3 separate regions of the Mus musculus genome follow, and all the other regions are linked to region 3. A link is a contact called in public Hi-C data. All regions are on one chromosome and are shown on one strand. The core of a region is the stretch at or near the end of the contact, and the rest is flanking DNA. Distances in the headings are between cores, read along the strand shown.

Region 1 (4,322 bases), core at 1,645-4,144, 230 kb before region 3:
ATGTGTCACATATTCCTAGAATCTAAAATCTGTGTAAGCAAAGAATACTACTCTATAGAATAGTATATGTGGGCAGGCTACTGTCTCAATTCAGAATCTGCCTCACATAAAATACTGCATGGGTACCAGCTTCCAGATGCTCACTCTAAACTGGTGTTATATCTATTAGCCTAGTGCAGATTTTATACATTCTTTCTGAGGGATATGCTCTTGAAATTTTATTTATAACCATGGAATTAATACACAAACCAGTTTAACATCAACTAGAGCTTCAGCAGAGTTATTTCGTTTAACATGAAGGCCCTTTCTGGGGTTGGTAATAAATCGTCTCCCTAATATGTTCAGAGCTTAAGGGTAAAGCTATCTCTCATGGAAAGAAAGATCTCAGTAAAATGAGTCCCACTTTAGAGGGCTGCAGTAAATTTAGTTCTAGGGCTTTCCCTCTGCCTTGAAATCTTCCCTGGAAGATTATCTGAATAATATTGTAATCTGTAGTATCTCTACTGAACACACACACACACACACACACACACAGAGAGAGAGAGAGAGAGAGAGAGAGACAGAGAGAGAGAGACAGAGACAGAGACAGAGACAGAGACAGAGACAGACAGAGACAGAGAGAGACAGACAGAGACAGACAGAGACAGAGAGAGACAGAGAGAGACAGAGACAAAGAGACAGGCAGATACTACTATTGCAATTTTATTTCTTTGTACTTACTAATTAGGTTTATAAAGAAATATTTAGGGGCAGAACCCTGCCCCCTCCCGCCCTCCCCAGATTCTGATGTGAGGGCAAATTACCTGGGAGTTTTGTTAAATATAGATAATGCTTACATCCATGATTCTGCATTCTCACAAGCCAAGCAAACCAGCAAGCAGAAGATAAACTGCGGGCAGTGAAGAAGCTACCGTTGCTCAGACCACACTTTGACTAACAAATCTCTACTTGTGTTGGCAGATACAGCAACACGAGCATATTCCTATTATATTTGAAAAAATGTCGGGATTTCAGGCTCATTAATGCTTTGCACACTCTTAGTACCTACTCGTCAGTAGTGAATCAGCACAGCAGGCAGCACAGCGATTGTACGGCCTGAAGTGTTTACTTTCATACTCCTAGAAGCAGCTACTGGTCAACTCAACCCGAATACAGAAAGTTTAACTCTATTGAATACATTGCCACAGATAATTCTTCTAGAAATGTCTAGAACTTGCCAGAGGAATGATTTGTGTGCTAGAAGGTACATAGTCACTGACTAGGCAATGATCTAGTCTAAGCTGCATGACGTTCCTCTTGAGTCCATTTTCATACCTTCTTGTCTGCTGCTCCAATGCAGCTCAAGGCTCATACAGTGTAGTTCTTCATTTTAGATGCTGGCTGAGTTCTCATTTTGGTCCTCTTGAAAATGATCTCAATGAAAACATTTGTGTTCTACCAATTATTTCCTTTTTGATCTATAATTCTTATGGAACAACCATAGGCATTATAACGTTGGTAAATTATCCCCAAATCAATAAAGCTGTTAGTAACCAAATGAAAATAGTAACAGGAAATACAAACTTAGCAACCAAACAGCCAAACATATTTCTATAAAACATTCTACATATTTGGCTGTGTACCTGTCCTGGTGACATGTTAATCTATCCACAATTAGCTCTTATTTTATAGGAGCCTATTATTAATTTCAATGCCTTGGATGGTAAGACAAATGTTCCAAGTGATACTTCACTGCTTCCAAATTAGCTTTGGAGTCTTTTTGCAGGGTGTAAATGTCACTATATTACGCACAGCACTTGAGACTGCTTCCTGAGCATAGAAGGGGTTGTGTAATTCAGCCATCTTATCCTCTGGATGCTCTTCCTTATGAACAAGACCTGCATGGTGATAAGTACATGGCACACTTCTCAGTGCTCCTTCGTGACCAAGACACAGTTTGGACTTGGGCGCCACATAGTCTCCAGTGCCACCTGCCCAGCGTCACATGAGTCTTCAGTATTTCTGTCTCCTGAGAGTTGGCATGACAAGTATACATTTGGCCTTAGCATGTGGCTATGTGAGATCATTGGCTTGGATGAGGACATGGGGTGAATTCTCTCAGGTTTCCCCAAGGAAAGGTGAAGTGAAGATTGACTGCAGGGTAAGGTTAATAGCCTTAGCAAGATTCTGCCTCACACTGTGTCAGAGCACAGAGAAACCACTCAAGCATTAACCAGGGATTTAATTCTGTTGACAGATAGCCCAGCTATGCACTGAATAATCTCAGGGGTGAGCCTCAGCTATCTAAGGGAGCTCAATAAATAGTACCCCTCCTTTCTCATATTAGAACTGAAAGTGGAGGGGAACTTGGAGTAATTTGCTGGGGACTGTATCGGTTACTCTTCTCATTACTGTGACAAATATCTGAGGGAAACAACTTTATGAACTTATTTTGGTTCAACAGTTTTGAAGAGTCACAGTCCAATATGGCTGGGCTGATGAAGCAGGCCTACTAATGGTAGCAGGAGTGTTTGATGAACTCCTATTCACATTACCAGGACAGGATGCAGTGTGTGTGTGTGTGTGTGTGTGTGTGTGTGTGTGTGTTTGTGTGTCTAGGGGTTATACCTCCAAACACCCATCCTAAACAACTGGTTAACCTTTATCCAGCTAGTGCCTACTTCCTAAAGGTATCACAGCTTCAAATGTGAGTGTCACAAGCTGCAGACAGAGCATTGAGAAAAAAAATGAATTCATGGAGAATAGTCTAGATTCATACCATGGCAATGTGGAAAGGCAGCTTTTGACATGGCTCTCGGTGATATGAACCCCCTGGTGGTCCCTGTGTAATCCCCTCCCCAGAGTGTGGGAAAGACTTTATAATTCGCTTCTAACTAATAGATCGTGACAGCTGTGCTGGGATATCATTTCTGTGATTATGTCACACGAGACTGTAGCTTCCAATTTGCCAACAAACTCTCCACTTACTCTCTCTTTCTGATGAATTTGAAGGAGCTGGGGTGCAGAGACATTTGAGAGGCAAGAAATTGAAGGCAGCTCCTGTCAACAATACGGTGAGAGAACTGTAGCCCTCTATTCCCCAAGAAAGGGACTCAATAATCATAGGACATTAGAGATAGGTTTTTCTGTAGTTGAACCACTAGAGGAAAAGTTTTCCCAGGCTCACAGCTTCATGGAAGCCTTACAAAAAAACCTTGGCGTAGGGAAAGAGCTAAGCCACACAGAGTCCTCATTAACAAAAACTGTGAGATGATGCTGAATGTGTGTTTTAAGTTGTTAAGACAAGCTAGCAGTGGGTCTTTGTTTCTAAGCAATGGATGGGGAATATAAGTGGGTTTTGGAAATGGGTTGACTTATTGGTAGGTTCTGACATAGGCTACCTGCTCAGTCTCTAATGGTGCTGATCAATGGTATTCTTATTAATTAGGTGGCTGTCTCTGTGTGCTAGTTGGCTTTTTGTCAACTTTATGCAAGCTAGGGTCATTGGGAAAAAGGAACCAGAGTTGAGAAGATGCCTCCATTGGACTGGCCTGTAGGAAGCCAAAAACAATCTTGTGGCTAATTTTGTTTGTTAGATGAATGAGGTAGAGGGCCCAGCCCACTGTGGGCAGTGCCTTCTCTGGGAAGGAGACACTGGATCACATAAGAATTCAGGCTCAATGAGCCATGGAGAACAACCCAATATAATAGTTGTCCTCTGTTTTCTCTGCTTCATTTTCTCCACTTAGTTCCTGCCTTGACTTCTTTTCAGCATAAATTATAAACTGTTGACTAATAAACCATTTCCTTCCAAAGTTGATTTACCCATGGTGTTTTATCACATCAATAGGAAGATCTAGAACACTGGTAAAACCTGCCCCCACCCCCACCCCATGGGAACAGGAAAAAGAATGTTGTCAGTGAATCATTTTCTATGTTACTGGTGGAAGAAGGAAGGCTGCTAATCCAGTTTGGTCCTCTTACTGAAGTAACCAGATGCTGTGATGTCCAACCAGGTCCATTGGAAAAACAGACTAGAGAGAAGGCAGAACCTTTCTTTTAACTAGTCTTTCCAAATATGTAAATGAAAATGGGTTAGGTGTCATTGAGTTTCCTGGTTTCCCAGAGACCCAGGAAGCAACTCCATGGAGAGGAAGAGTATGGCAGAGGGGAAGGGGATGGGAGATGGGGAAAAGAATTCTGGGAGACAGAATGGGAGGACAGGGGTCAACATTTGGGATGTAAATAAATAAAATAATTAATTAATAAAAATAAAGGATGTCCTTGTGATTTATAAAATATGTTTAGGGAAAACAAACAAACAAATAAACAAACAAAACTCT
Region 2 (4,375 bases), core at 203-2,702, 170 kb before region 3:
AATACGGGATGTGACAAGGTTGTAATGTGAATAAAAACATAAATTATGGGAAAAAATAAGCAGTGAGTGCCTCCCAAAATGAGGGTTTCAAGCTGATTAGCCCAATTTGTTATCCTTGAGTATTTGGTTGCAAGAATTTACAGAAAGCTAGGACATTAAAAACAAAACAAAACAAAGAAAAACAACCTGGGAGCGTATTACATATGAAATTACATGATAAAATACCCATGATGACTGCATACAGAAGGCATAAACTAAATAACTTGAGGGTGCCTCAACAGCTGTCGTGATGAGAACAATGGGCTCTGAGGTAGGCATTAAGGAATGAGTGAATTGCTGATAACCTGAGAAGGGTGGACTGTGCATCCCTGTGAAATCAGTAGAGATTTTTCTTTTCTCACAGCATAGCTGAACAACAGCTGTCCCACTTCCTCCAGAGTTCAGCCTTTGTTCACAGGGATCGAAGACATAGTCCAAGCTTTATACTCTTGGATTAAGCAACTTCAGACCTTGGCGATATGGCGCCTATGCAACACAATTCTCACCTTTGTTCATTCAGGAATTTTTATTTGTCATATCAGATTTCTTTCCAGTATTATTCCAATGTAAAGCCACAGGAAATATTTTGAAATTTACTCATCAACAAAGAAGGGTACTCTATTCATAAAGCTGTTTAAATGGAATTCACATGGAATGAATTAAGGCTGAAACATTAATAAACTTCCTTTCTGTGTAGGGAAATAAAGGCGTGAGAACAATTTCCCAGAACAACATTTAGTGACAGCTTAGTTGCTAAACTCAAGTCTATTAACCCTAGGCCTAGAATGCTGATATATAGTTAGTATGCATAAACAAAATGTTATTTAAAACAGGTGGTATGGTGAGCACACTGGGAATTCCAGCACTTGCGAAGGAAAGGCAAGAGAATGCCCATATGGTGTTCAAGTCTAACCTGATTAATACAGCAAGTGCCTAACTAGCCAAGGGCTACATAGTTAGCCTTGTCTCAAAATGATTTTTCAAGTTACCTGAAAGTGATTTTATTGGAGCATCCTTAAAAATTCTTTGTGGTTGGTAAGTCATCAACATTTTGAGTTCTAAAAGATGGAAGTGATCACCATTTTTGTTTTGGTATACAACATCCCGTTTTATATGGCTACCCTCTTTATCGCCTTTTAAACTATTGCAGTTTGTTTAATAAATTGTCTGGTCATCCTATCCAAGGTCATTACTCTGTTGTCTCCCTATAACTCCCAAATTTTCCTGCACAGGATTAGTTGTCTGGGTTACCTACAGTGTAGTCAGTGATTACATGGGAACAATTCCCAGCACAAAGGCTGGTGGTCCATCTTATCAGTTACTAAATCTTTTGAATGTTACTCTTATTGGTTTGGCTTTTTCCAGAGTCACAAATTCTCTAGAAGGCTGAAAATGACTCATCTCAGTCTGTGGCTTTGTCCATGCTTGATGCCTATCCAGAGTCTCTCTGGCCAGAGCCCTGGGAGTGTAGCCTCCCCCAGCCTTGAGCAGGCTGGTTCAGACCTGTTCTGCCATTGTGAACAAGACCACCTAGGATGGAGTCTTCTGACCTAGATAGGTCTACTGTTCTGCCAGGTGCTGCTACGCACTGAGAGGCTGAACCTGTTCTCCTGACACTATCCTGATGAAAGGAGATCCCCACCCCCCATATAAGCTCAGACTTTAAGTAAACTTTGGGCCTTGATCAGTATCTTTGTCTTGGTCTCATTATTTCTTTCACCATTTTCTCCAATGCAGCCCCAACCTCCCTTTAAGGAACCAGGTTCGTGGACCTGTGGGTAGCAACATGGGAGTAGCTGGCCAAGCCCTCTGTTCACATCTCACTCTAGTCATGCCCTCACTTGACAAATTCTTCCCATAGGGGCCTTCTTTACTTTTCCCTCTTATTCCTGTTTTACTTAACAATGCTCCTTCTAGATCTTTATCAACTTAATGTTGTCCAGTGGGCACCAGTCCTATTTCTATTTAATAGACAAGCTTTTCCTGATCTACTATGCTAGGAAAATTCCAAGATACAAACCAAGACCTTGGCTTCTGGATCACACACCCTAATCATTCAGTGAAACCAGCACAGGTGTTTTTATGAAGAGGGAGTTTTCACACAATCCTTACGTCCTAGCCTCATCAGGATAAAACTAAACAGGGCTTGAGCTCTTCTAGATGAAAAACAAAAAAAGGCTCACGACTAATATTCTGTATAAGAGAGATTCTTTGTTGCTGCCGTTGACAATACAATACAGAATGATTGTGGATAGCTTCAAGTAGTGGATGACAGTCTATATAAGCAGTCCATGCAGTAGTCTTTGTGCATTCCCTTAATAAACACTCTCTGCTGATGGCTTATACAGAAGACACCAGATTTCTCACAGTTCTGGATGGAACACATTCCAGATGGACAGTTTCTGGTCAGAGTTCCCTTCCTTGTTCGAAGATGGTGGTCTTTTCCCTGTGCTTTTTCTTCTTTGCTCCCACATAGAGACTGGGGAGACCCTATCTTTCTCTCCTTACATGACCATCAACCATATCACAGTAGATCTCTTTCTTATTATCCCATTAAACTGGAATTATCTCCAAAAAAAAAAAAAAACAAACCTTTTTTCAAATTGGAGCTTTAGGGTGTCAGTATATGAATTTAAGAGAAATTAAATTCAAAACCATAGCATCTAGCAGACATAGATGTCTTGTTTCATGTTGGGTACAAGAAATGGATTATTTTTTCCCAATGCTATGAGTGAAATTTAGAAATGTTTGGACATCCCACCCCCACAATCGCATCCACACTAACGTGCTAATTTAGAAGAATATCTATATTCTGAGATCATGGGGGAATAATCCTGTCCTACTCTTGCTTTTCTGATCTAGAGAAACTTGAGAGAACAAGAGGGTGCTATTTGACACTTCTAAGCTTGATACTAAGCATGAAAAAAACTCATTTCCCTATAGTCTAGCTTATAAGCTTTTCTCAGCCATGACAAAATCATATACCACTCCCTTTTGACACTCTCATCCAGTTTGTAATTGCATACTATCTGGAAGACTGGATGGTGCCAGCCAAAAAATTCATAGCCTTTAGGATATCAAAATGTGTTTTTGTGTAGAATATGAGCTTTTGTACATATAATATTAATATGAACTTATTCTGGATTTAGAATAAGGCTTAATGCAATATTGGTATCCTCCTAACAGGAAACACTTGGACATGCAAAAAAGGAAATAATAGGAGGAAGAAGATGGCTCAAGGAAGGGTTCTTTTGGAGAAAGTTCAAAGGGAAATGTCCTTGATGAACTCTTGATTTTATACATTCCCTCTCTAGAATCATGACAGAATAAGTTTCTGTTGTTTTTAAGGGAACAGTTTGTGACTTTACCATGGTGTCCCTAGGAAATAAGATACAGGTTTTTTGTTATCTGTCTGTTCATTTGTAGGTTCTCTCTATCAGACCCACAAGATCCAAAAATATGTCTCTTTTTAACTCATCATGATGTCTCCAAGGCTGTTAGATATCTGACATAAAGTCAGTGCCTAAGAACCAAATCATTGCCCATGAAAATATTTTTTATGAATGGAAAAGTGAGTGAGAGTTATGCTTATAGAATATTAAAGAATACATTTTTAAGGAGAATATGATACCTCTTCAGTTTAAGATCAGCCCACTGACTGTATATTCAAAGACCATAACCTCTCCCTGTCCTTTTCCTTCCATGGAAATATCAGTGTTCATTTGTTTCCACTTAGGATCAGGATTGGATCTTAATGAAAAACATGACTTTAGTTATGGTGGCCTAAGGCAATGTGATTATAAGTAGATATAGTACTAGCCCAGATAGTGAGACTTCAAAGCTTCATTCATAAGAAACATGAAGAAAGGAAACTCATCTGCATATATTGAATAAACCTTAGCATAGAGGAAAGAACTTAGGCACTTAGACATTAGGAAGGACCAGACCAAGGTGAATTCAGGACATCCACGACCCAAGACTCATCCCTGTTGGCTATCTCTTTGAAGGTCAGCCACTGGGTAATCCACCTGCAATTACCTTTCCTATCTCAGAGTTGAAAATTGCATTTTCTAGAACAATGAGTTGATTGGCTCATGCCACATGTTTATCAGGATTTTGTGATTGGTAGGTCTTGTGACTTCTCAGAAGGTCCATAGAGAAAGCTGAGAAGGGACTTTCTACAGCCAAACAGGCTAATGTTCCTAAATTCTTCCTGTTAGTTGATATCAACTGTCAGTGACCCAGCAAAAAGTCCATTTTGTTGTCTTGCCACTTGTTTTCTGGTGTGTCACCACCTTTTACTTTGAGGCAAACCTCTGTGTCTGGCTGAAATAAT
Region 3 (4,370 bases), core at 305-2,804:
ATAGTATAAAGAATCTGTATTCATGTGTGTGCACATGTGCCTGGGAGGGGGAGGATTACAATTATTATATTTTCTCGTGGTTTACACAGGAAGCAAACTGAAACATGAATCCACTATGCTAGAGTCATGGTCATGTGCTTTCATGAGCATTTCCCTGCCATTAATGCCTTAAGCCAAGAACTATTAAGTAAGGGTTTTATGAAGTCAGATCTTTTTTTTTTTCCTTCTTCTTTTCTTTTTCTCTTTGGGCTAACAGTAAAACGCTGCATGTACCACAGAAAATGATACCTTGGTATTTAAAAAATAATCCGCTGAGGGGTTTCCATGAATAAATGATTTTCCCCCTTCTGTCCGAATTCCCTGCCAAAATATTTGAGACTGGACACCTAGGGTGTTTGCTTCCTCCTTAGGCTCAGGACTCCTCATTTCACATACTGTTGACCCAATAAATTCCATCTGGGATAGTTCAGAACCCACATCCGGCCAAAGTCGGGGAGGAAAAAGCTTGGTGCTGGAGCTCTCTCACAACCATACTTCCTGCTTCGCTGACCCTTCCACTCGCCCCTGCAGGGACTGTCTGAAGCTTCACTGGGGGGGGGCTTATTGAGCCACCCTTCACTGCATCTCAGCTCCATTTCAATCGGTTAGGCTCACTGGGAGTTTTAATCTGCTGGTACCTTTCCCATATTATTGCCCTTTATCCATGCCTTGGTTGGGACTGGGTTGGCTTTGTCTCTGGTTACAATGCTCAAGAGAGAAAAAACCCTGCTGTGTTCTTGGCCTGCAGATACCACGTGTTGCATGAAGCGTGTAAGCCTGATCTCACTCTCAGCCATCCTAAAGACACTCAGGACCTGTGGCTTACGACTTGTAGAAGCTATTTTCTCTATAAATTCTAGCCTATCTATGATTTCTATTTCTCCCGATGGCTTCGGTAGTTTCTCTGTGACTGTGTATTCCTTAAGCACCTCCCTCCGCTAGGAGTTTATAAACTTTGCCCACTTGGGAATAGCATGTCCTCTGTTTGTACTTGTTCGAATTATTTGAACTTAGGTATGCTCTGTGGGGGTAAAGCCACTGCTTGATACAACGTGGAATGAACTGCACACAAGTTTTATGGACTTTACCTCTGTTCCTACTGGGCACAAGATTCTGCTGATATTTTGCAAGTCAGCGAAGACTTCTCCAGCACTGGGTTGGAGTTACATGGGTAACTTTGCTCTAAATTCCCCCCTTTAATGGAAAAAAAATGGATGGAAAGCAAATGGGGGCATAAATCTTCCAAGTTGCTTTTCTGTGACCAGCCAGAAAGTCCCCAAATGGAGACACTGCTTGCTGTTGGCACAAGAACTCCCTTCATTCTGGTGTCAACAGGAAGTTACCAGCCAGGGCAGTGTTAGAAGGTAAAAGGGGAGCAGCCTGCTGTTAATCCAGTTGGGTCTTTCGTTTGGGGGGTTCATTACTTCAAACAGCAAAGCTATGGGTTGCTCTGTGATAGAGTGCTTTTGTCTCTACAAACCTTTTCCTTTTGTACTGCTCGTTATTGTTCTTGGCAGCCAGCCAAGCCTCACATCTTCTGGTCACAGAATTCCTTTCTGCCTACTCCAGTGTAGACTAAGGCCTCTGGGTAATACGAGACGCCTCAATTTCTCAGCAGACAGCACATTAAAGCGAGGTCTGTTGGCCAGATGCAGGGACAGGTGTTACTCTCCTTCAATTTACACCTGCCCTCATTTATTTGTCCTGAGAATGCTACTAACAGACTCGCTCCCAGTGAAGGAAGTGCGGTGACTTTTGTAGGCGGTGGGCTTTGGGGGAAAATGCTTCAGCTGCGCAGTAGTTTGTCTCCACATATACTTTCAGAGGTAGTACACTTCAAGGAAATGTTTTGTTGGGCCTGCATTAAGGAGCAAGAAAAGGCAATAGTATAGCGAGCTTATTAATACAACACATAGTGCTTTTCCCAGCTGAGAGTACCCTGACCCTCAGCAGAAGGCTGGCTTTTTCTTCTTTCTGAGAAACTGGAGAAGCCAAGTCAGTGCCATGAGAACTGGCTTTCTTTCATCCATATAAGCAGAGCCATCAAAGTATGAACTGGCTTAGTCCTCTCAAGTTTAATGTTGGTAGTTCTAATCCAGATTCATTTTTACAGCTCCATCATAGAGATGAAAGGGTGTCAAATATCACAGCATTTATTAATACTTCTACTATTCTTTCAAATGAGAGTTTGGAGAGTCTTATGGTTTTAATTACAGAATCAGATTATTGGTTGATAGAGTGCCCAAGATATGGATTCTATTATAAAAATCATCATTGTCTTAAGTTGATTGCCAACTTGGTTACATGAGGTTTGTTCCTCTTCTTGATCTGAAATTTAGCAACAAAATCCTCTTTTGAGTTGCCTCAGCAAATTTTCCCAAGCTACATAGTCAACTCCTTGGACCTACTTACCCAAGCTTGCTTCCCTCTTCTAGCCATCTCTCTCACACCCATCCTTTTCTCACCCATCAAACTCTACAAGTGTCCTGTCAGGTATCTTCTCTTGCAGGAGCATTCTTTCTGGAGTGTCTTGTTCAAGGGCTTGGGCTTTCCTACCGCTCTCTTCTTTGCATTTCATGGATAAGTTCATTATTCTACAAACTCTGAAAGTCTAGGAAGGGTTTTCTGCTCTACTCACTGATATGCAGTGCCTCACCAATACTTCACATTCTCAGGAAATGACAGTATCGTTTTCCCAGTCTGGGAGATATGCTCTCATCTTTGGCTTACACACAATCATCACATAAAAGGTTAGTCTCATCACTTCATAATGGGGCCCCTTTTGCAGGATAGTTGGCTGTGGGATTTGGAATGGATAAGAATATCTTTCAGAGTTGGGTGTGGTCATTCACGTTTATTCACTCTGGTGGCTAAGGCAGAATAATACTCATGAATTGGAGACTAGTCCTGGCTACATAATAGATAACAGAACTACATTTATAGCATGATACAAATTAACTAAGTAAGTAAATTTAAAATGCTCTTGATTTGATCCTCTCTCTCTCTCTCTCTCTCTCACACACACACACACACACACACACACACATACAGAGAGAGAGAGAGAGAGAGAGAGAGAGAGAGAGAGAGAGAGAAAGATGACCACTGTTCCTCTGGCATTCCAACTATGAATATTACTATGCATATGAGGCCTCCTTTTTTCTTCAGGCCTCAGTGTCTTTGTGTGGATCCTGTAGTCACCATTTGCTTTCTTTTCTTTATCAAATCAATATTGGCTTCTCTTTTAACCGTAAAACCCTATGCTAGAAGGGATTGGGACTCACGGACTTCAGAACAGAAGAAGCCTCAGAAACTGTTTAAATCATGGAAAACCACAGCAAGCAAACTGAGGCTCCCACCCGGAAGAACATATATGCCAGCTTGGTATCCCCCTCTGTATCCACCAGCAGCTTTCCAAGGACCTTCATACCGTGCTGCTTACTCCATACCCCAGGCTGGCTACCAAGGGCCTCCGGGCCCCTATCCAGGGCCCCAACCTGGTTACCCAGTCCCACCAGGAGGTTATGCAGGTGGTGGCCCTAGTGGCTTTCCTGTCCAAAATCAGCCAGCATGTAATCATCCAGGTGGGCCTGGGGGGACCCCATGGATGCCAGCCCCCCCTCCTCCACTGAACTGTCCACCAGGGCTGGAATACTTAGCTCAGATTGATCAGCTTCTGGTTCATCAGCAAATTGAGCTTCTGGAAGTCTTAACAGGCTTTGAAACAAATAACAAATATGAAATCAAGAACAGCCTCGGGCAGAGAGTTTACTTTGCAGTGGAAGATACTGACTGCTGTACCCGAAACTGCCGTGGGGCGTCTAGACCTTTCACCTTGAGGATCCTGGATAACCTGGGCCGAGAAGTCATGACTCTGGAGAGACCTCTGAGATGCAGTTACTGCTGCTTCCCCTGCTGCCTCCAGGAGATAGAAATCCAGGCTCCTCCTGGGGTGCCAGTAGGTTATGTAACTCAGACCTGGCACCCATGTCTGCCCAAGTTCACTCTCCAAAATGAGAAGAAGCAGGATGTTCTGAAAGTTGTTGGTTCGTGTGTTGTGTGTAGCTGCTGTTCCGACATTGACTTTGAGCTCAAATCTCTAGATGAAGAATCAGTAGTTGGCAAAATTTCTAAGCAGTGGTCTGGTTTTGTGAGAGAGGCCTTCACGGATGCAGACAATTTTGGGGTCCAGTTCCCGCTAGACCTGGATGTGAAGATGAAAGCTGTGATGCTTGGTGCTTGTTTCCTCATAGATTTCACGTTTTTTGAAAGAACTGGAAACGAGGAACAAAGATCAGGAGCATGGTAGTAGCTCCCTGAGAGTTCTTGAGGTT

What was found. A called contact is a pair of places that touch in the nucleus more often than the background predicts.
Region 1: a Hi-C map of muscle stem cells shows a contact between it and region 3, with 4 times the contacts expected there. The contact joins two enhancer-like sites. A contact is called at or near these places in 5 of 484 Hi-C or Micro-C datasets (muscle stem cells, myocytes, nephron progenitors and 2 more) and 1 of 115 datasets of contacts at active chromatin or transcription factors (fibro-adipogenic progenitors).
Region 2: a Hi-C map of embryonic fibroblasts shows a contact between it and region 3, with 3 times the contacts expected there. The contact joins two enhancer-like sites. A contact is called at or near these places in 8 of 484 Hi-C or Micro-C datasets (the 3T3-L1 cell line, the C2C12 cell line, adipose-derived mesenchymal stem cells and 4 more) and 1 of 115 datasets of contacts at active chromatin or transcription factors (pancreatic cancer cells).

The regions. Positions count from the first base shown.
Region 1 is chr1:81,971,328-81,975,649 of GRCm38.p6, reverse strand. No RefSeq gene overlaps it. Among named protein-coding and RNA genes, the nearest start is that of Mir6344, 160 kb to the left of the region's middle. Within about 2 kb of position 2,894, at least 1 of the 459 cell types and tissues checked has an H3K27ac peak or open chromatin away from gene starts, as enhancers often do. A contact at or near this core is called in muscle stem cells, where this site is marked.
Region 2 is chr1:81,909,853-81,914,227 of GRCm38.p6, reverse strand. No RefSeq gene overlaps it. Among named protein-coding and RNA genes, the nearest start is that of Mir6344, 220 kb to the left of the region's middle. Within about 2 kb of position 1,452, at least 22 of the 459 cell types and tissues checked have an H3K27ac peak or open chromatin away from gene starts, as enhancers often do. A contact at or near this core is called in the C2C12 cell line, embryonic fibroblasts and muscle stem cells, where this site is marked.
Region 3 is chr1:81,741,960-81,746,329 of GRCm38.p6, reverse strand. It overlaps the pseudogene Gm5530. Among named protein-coding and RNA genes, the nearest start is that of Mir6344, 390 kb to the left of the region's middle. Within about 2 kb of position 1,554, at least 100 of the 459 cell types and tissues checked have an H3K27ac peak or open chromatin away from gene starts, as enhancers often do. A contact at or near this core is called in the C2C12 cell line, embryonic fibroblasts and muscle stem cells, where this site is marked.